2 separate regions of the Mus musculus genome follow, and region 1 is linked to region 2. Evidence: chromatin contacts called from public Micro-C data. All regions are on one chromosome and are shown on one strand. Each heading gives the region's core, a stretch centred on a gene start, on an enhancer-like site or on the middle of the called end of the contact. The rest is flanking DNA. Distances are from core to core; before and after follow the strand shown.

Evidence for each region. A called contact is a pair of places that touch in the nucleus more often than the background predicts.
Region 1: a Micro-C map of the HL-1 cell line shows a contact between it and region 2, with 2.4 times the contacts expected there. The contact joins two enhancer-like sites. A contact is called at or near these places in 1 of 15 datasets of contacts at CTCF or cohesin (large pre-B cells), 3 of 484 Hi-C or Micro-C datasets (the HL-1 cell line, embryonic stem cells and pre-B cells) and 4 of 115 datasets of contacts at active chromatin or transcription factors (embryonic stem cells, large pre-B cells and stem cell-derived neural progenitor cells).

What each region holds. Positions count from the first base shown.
Region 1 is chr9:57,338,511-57,341,210 of GRCm38.p6, forward strand. No RefSeq gene overlaps it. Among named protein-coding and RNA genes, the nearest start is that of Gm39343, 30 kb to the left of the region's middle. Within about 2 kb of position 1,266, at least 104 of the 459 cell types and tissues checked have an H3K27ac peak or open chromatin away from gene starts, as enhancers often do. A contact at or near this core is called in the HL-1 cell line, where this site is marked.
Region 2 is chr9:56,899,409-56,902,108 of GRCm38.p6, forward strand. It overlaps Cspg4 (chondroitin sulfate proteoglycan 4), which reads left to right. Exons shown (of 10, transcript NM_139001.2): 10 at 1-462. Among named protein-coding and RNA genes, the nearest start is that of Snx33, 28 kb to the right of the region's middle. Within about 2 kb of position 1,288, at least 77 of the 459 cell types and tissues checked have an H3K27ac peak or open chromatin away from gene starts, as enhancers often do. A contact at or near this core is called in the HL-1 cell line, where this site is marked.

The sequences.
Region 1 (2,700 bases), core at 16-2,515, 440 kb after region 2:
ACATTAGGGACTGGCCTTGTTGGAGGAGGTGTGTCACTGGGGGGTGACCTTTGAGGTTTCAAAAGTCCATGCTATTCCCAGTGTCACTGTCTCTGCCTTCTACTTTTGGATAAGGATGTGAGCTCTTGGCTACTGCTCCAGCACCATGCCTGTCTGCTGTCATGCTCCCCGCCATGATAGTTAAGAACTCTAACCGTCTGCAGCCATGAGCCCCAAATTAAACACTTTCTTTTATAAGTTGCCTTGGTCATGGTATCCTAGCACAGTGGTAGAACAATAGCCAAGACAGGACCATTCTCCTTTCTCAGTCTCTGACCTAGGGCAGCTCCCTTGAGTCACTGAGCTCTACAGTGGCCTCTGGAAGGTCATCATCACCCAGAATGGCGTCTGTCTCCAGTCAGCATCTGAGTCTGGGAAGAAAGCCAGGGACAGTGCAGCCTTGCTGGGCCACTTATAAGAACCAATGGATCTAAGTCAATAGTGATGGACAAGTGGAGAGCTGTTCTTCATCCAGGCCAAGAGAGATTCAGTATTCAGGTGCAGAGCTGCAGTATTCAGGTGCAAAGAGGCCCACAGCCTCTTGCCTTGGTGCTATTCCCCAGTGCTAACCTGAATGATTTAACCACACCATAGGATAGTGCCTTCCTTGAGGTACTCTGGTGGCTCTGTCACCCTGGGCCCCTTCTTTCCTCCTTTTGGTTGGTTGTTAATGTACCTCTCTGGCACAATTGAGGCTGGCAGGCCTTTGGAAGCCAGGCATGGGAGGGTTGTCTGTCTTGGAAGCCAAATGACTGGGTGGTAGGATGCAGGACGGTTATCAGGCAGGGAGGCTCTTGCTATTCAAGCCAGGAAAAAGAGAGGCAAAGATGGAGGAGACGGTAAGCTGCAAGGTGTGCCCATCTTCAGCCCAGCTTTGCCTTGCTGAGAGCTATGGATCAGAACCAAGCCCCACATGGAGCTTTTACAAGCCAACTCAATAATCTCCCAGGTGAAGAGTGTCAGCGTGAATCAGATAAGTCCCCTGGCTCAGGAAGTCTTGGAGCGCTGAGAGCCAGCAGAACTCTTGCTACCAGAAGACTCAGTTTTCACTGGAGAGGTGCCTGAGTATCTCATCTTCTTGTCCATTGTCATGGTTTCAGTCGCTTTTGAGGAATACATGTAAATGAGCAAATAGGTTACCCCAAAGGAAACCCTGAAGACATTTTGCCTTACACCATCTCTCTCCCTCCTCTCCCACATCCTGCCCACATGTGGGTAGAGGGGCAGGTGATGAAGACTAAATATACGAGCACTCCACCGCTGAGCTGCATCCTCATCCTCAGCCAACTCTCCCTGCCTGGTGAATGGGGGTCTCTTCCACTCTCATGCATAGCACCAAGTGCACAAACATATAAACCTCCCTGTTTCTCTTTCAGTCGACAGCCTGGGGGTGGGACTAGGAGAGTGACAGACAAGGTGGGGAGTGGAGGATGGGTAAGGTGGGCTTGGCAGTTTGTGGTTGTTGCTTCAGAGAAACCACAGAGCCACCTCTTACTCAGAGCAGTCAACAAGGCCCGGATAGGGGGAAATGGCATGCAGGGTAGGCTGTGGGCACTGAGTCACCACCCAGAGGAAAACCACAGGCTTAGGAGCTCAAGACCCAATGAAGGATCTCAGGTGTACTGGGCCCAGAGATAATAGCAAGAGTGAAGATTTGGTCACAGGGAGGCTTCCTTGTCTTAGGATTTAGCCATTCCTCTCTGCCCTCCCACCGGGAAGATGGGAGACAAGTTATTGTTATTGTTAATAGCCTTGTAGAGGCAAGGATTGAATCCACAAGGGTGACAAATGCTCTACCTTCCTCAGCCTCTTTCTTTACTTTATCCTTTGAGATATCAACTTGTTCAAGTTGGCCCAGGTAGGACTTGAAGTTGAGATCTTCCTGCCTCAGTCGCCCGAGTAGCAGGGATTACAGTCTCGGTGACCAGGCTTGGCTCAAGGATGCTTTAGAAAATCCATGTATAATATTATGATTGTAGTCTGATTGAGAAAAGACATGTCTGATACTGTGGTTGGGAAGACTCAGCGGAGTCTTGAGGTTGCTTATCCCACACCTGGAGTCTGATCGCTATCTGTCTCACTCTGAACTCTGTTTGTCTGTCTAGCAGTGGTGCAATTTCTCTGTCACTTTTCTTCTTTCACCTCTGTAGGAAAATGAAAATTTCTGAACTATCAGCTATTTACAATTATTATTATTATTATTATTATTATTATTATTATTATTATATTTTGGTTTTTCGAGACAGGGTTTCTCTGTGTAACCCTGGCTGTCCTGGAACTCACTCTGTAGACCAGGCTGACCTCGAACTCAGAAATTCACCTGCCTCTGCCTCCCGAGTGCTGGGATTAAAGGCGTACGCCACCACGTCCGGCTTTTTTTTTTTTTTTTTTTTTAAGAGAATGTCTCTATGCTTATTTTACATCTTTTTTGGAAGATGGCCTCCTGCTTTGGATGAAGCAGTAAAAACCAACTAACCAACCAACCAACCAAACAAACAAACATGGTAAAACAATGTGAATTGATACCACTGTTGAATGATTCCCATTCTTATATTTTATTTATTTAATTTGTTTTATGTATTTGAGTACACTGTTACTATATTCAGACACACCAGAAGAAGGCATCAGATCAAGTTACAAATGGTTGTGAGCCACCATGTG
Region 2 (2,700 bases), core at 38-2,537:
AAAGGTCTGAAGTCATGTCACCCACAAAGCCCTGTGGTGGAGCGCCCGAAGCACTGGCCAGCAACTGTCAGTGCTTGGACTGGGAGTGTTAGAGGCCACCCTGGTGGCCATGCTCTCCTCAAGACTAGGGAGCAGGCAAACGAAGACACTTGACTCCACTGAGCCGTGGCGAATGGTGCTTCGGAGGCTCCGAGCAGCTGTGCGTCGTTTGAGTTTGTGCACTGGGCTCCTATCCGTGGCAGCTTCACTCCCCTGGGGCAGGCCATGTGGCCTCGCTTCATGGGGGGTGGGGATGGACAAATCTGGACAAGCTCTTGAATTTCCACCTCCTGGGGCATTCCCAAAGTCCTCTACTCTCACCTGTACAGGCAGATGGGCTGTTTGTTGAGATGGGACCAAAGCCCTTACGCTACAGGGAACGTCAGGGAAAAATAAAAATAAATAAATAAATAAATGCTCCCAGCCATAGACTCCTTGGCCTGGGTTTTGGCCTCCAAGGCCCTATTCCTCCCCCAGCCTCCTTTCATTGTGGCTGCAGAAGCAAAAGTAAGGGACATGGGGGGTGTCAAAGTTGGGGACACAGTGCATAAAGGGAAGATTGGACAGGCAGACTTTTGTGTGGAACATTTTACAATCTCCGTCCTTCAGTAGGAGAACCCAGGTATTTCTCTAAAGGAGGGGAACCAATGCAGACACAGGAAAGTCATACCCCCTAGAGCAGATCATTCAGCTAGCAATGGGTCATGAGATCCCAGGTCTCCAAAAGAAAGGCCATTATGTGAGCCACAAGGCAAATAGAATCCTCTGGCCCTTCCTACAAGAGGATGATGCAAGATCAGGGGCAATGGAAGCAAACTCTGGCCCAGGGAATTATCTGGTCTTGAAAATGGGCTGAAGTCATTAGAAAAGAAACATAAGCTGAATTGATGTCTCTTGCTTATAATCCCAGTACTTAGGAGGCAGGAGCATAAGAATGAGTTCAAAGTCTTTTTAAGATTACTTTTTTTTTGTATATGAATACACCATTGCTCTCTTCAGACACACCAGAAGAGGGCATCAAACCCCATTACAGAAGATTGTGAGCCACCATGTGGTTACTGGGAGTTGAACTCAGGACCTCTGGAAGAACAGTCTGTGCTCTTAACAGCTGAGCCATTTCTCCAACCCCAAAGTCATTCTTGACCCTAAAAAAATTGAAGGCCAATCCGGCTCTCAGAGATCCTGTCTGAGCAAAAGGGAGGAGGCAGTAGGTTTCTGTGCTCTGGGAAACCGTGGGACTCCACGAGGCCTAAGAACAGGAAGTTAGAGGTGAAGGGCAGAAAGCAGCCTTTGGCAGCTGACCTGCTCTGGGGGCTAGGGTTTCCTCTGCACGTGTCCCCAGTATCTGTAACATTTGAGCCTCGCTCCTGCTCACCACCCTGCCTGCCTCCAGACAACACTCTCTCACGGCATCGTGTTCATTTTAACATCCGGCCCCCTCTCAGAGACGTCAGGCAGGAAACTTGGAACCAGGTGGATTACCAACAAAAAGATCTCCAGAGGGACAGGAGGGACAGGGAGACAGAATCAGAGAGGGTATGAGACCCAACTAGAGCCACACAACAGAGTAACGATAGATGAGACCCAGCAAGGCTTCGGTGGTGCCGCACTGAGAACACTGCCGTGAAAAATCATTTCCCACCCCTCTGCCTTGTACCTCCCCAGAATATAGCCTCCAGAAATACTCTGTGTCTTAAACTGCCAACACTAGTTTCCTTTTTATAAATGTGATGTCTCTGCTCTCGAAGACCAAGAACATCCCCGTATAACACTCACAGCTCCACCTTGCCACTCCCAGGAAGTTAAGGCTGGCTCCTCAGGGCCTTGCTACCATGAGCCAGTCTCCACCCAGAGTAAGGAGCGTCCCTGAAAGTGTAAGCAGAGATGTGGGTGACAAACCTGCCAGGCAGGATCTGCCCTCATCTCCTGTTTCCCCTAGAGGACTGACAACACCCTCTATTCACACAGCCTGCCCTGCCCTGCCCTGCCCCCAGGCACTGGCACAGGCTGACACTGCTCTGCTGCTCCGAGCCTGGGCTAGGTGGTAAGCTGGTACCCAGACATTGTGCCCACAGCCGTGCTGGGACCTGAGTCTTTCACGACACAGCCGAGCGTGTGTGTGTGTGTGTGTGTGTGTGTGTGTGTGTGTGTGTGTGTGTGTGAAACCCTTTCAAATATACTCCTAAAACTTAAGGGCAGGGTTCCTTCCCCTCTACTAAATAGTTCACAGAAGCTGGAGATAAAGCTTACTGGTAGGATGCAGGGCTGGAGAGATGTTTCAGTGGTTATGAGAGCCAAGTCTGAACCCCAACACCCACATGGTGGCTCACAGCTAACTGTAAGTCCAGTTCTGGGGATCCAACACTCCCCTGTGGCCTCTGTGGGCACCAGGCACACACATGGCACACAAACATACATGTAGGCATGTATGCTTAAAAATTAAACCTTTAAAACAAACAGCCGGGCGTGGTGGCGCACGCCTTTAATCCCAGCACTCAGGAGGCAGAGGCAGGTGGATTTCTGAGTTTGAGGCCAGCCTGGTCTACAAAGTGAGTTCCAGGACAGACAGGGCTACACAGAGAAACCCTGTCTCGAAAAACAAACAAGCAAACAAAAAGCAAACAAACAAAAAAAGACAACTACATCATCTTTCCTTTCCTA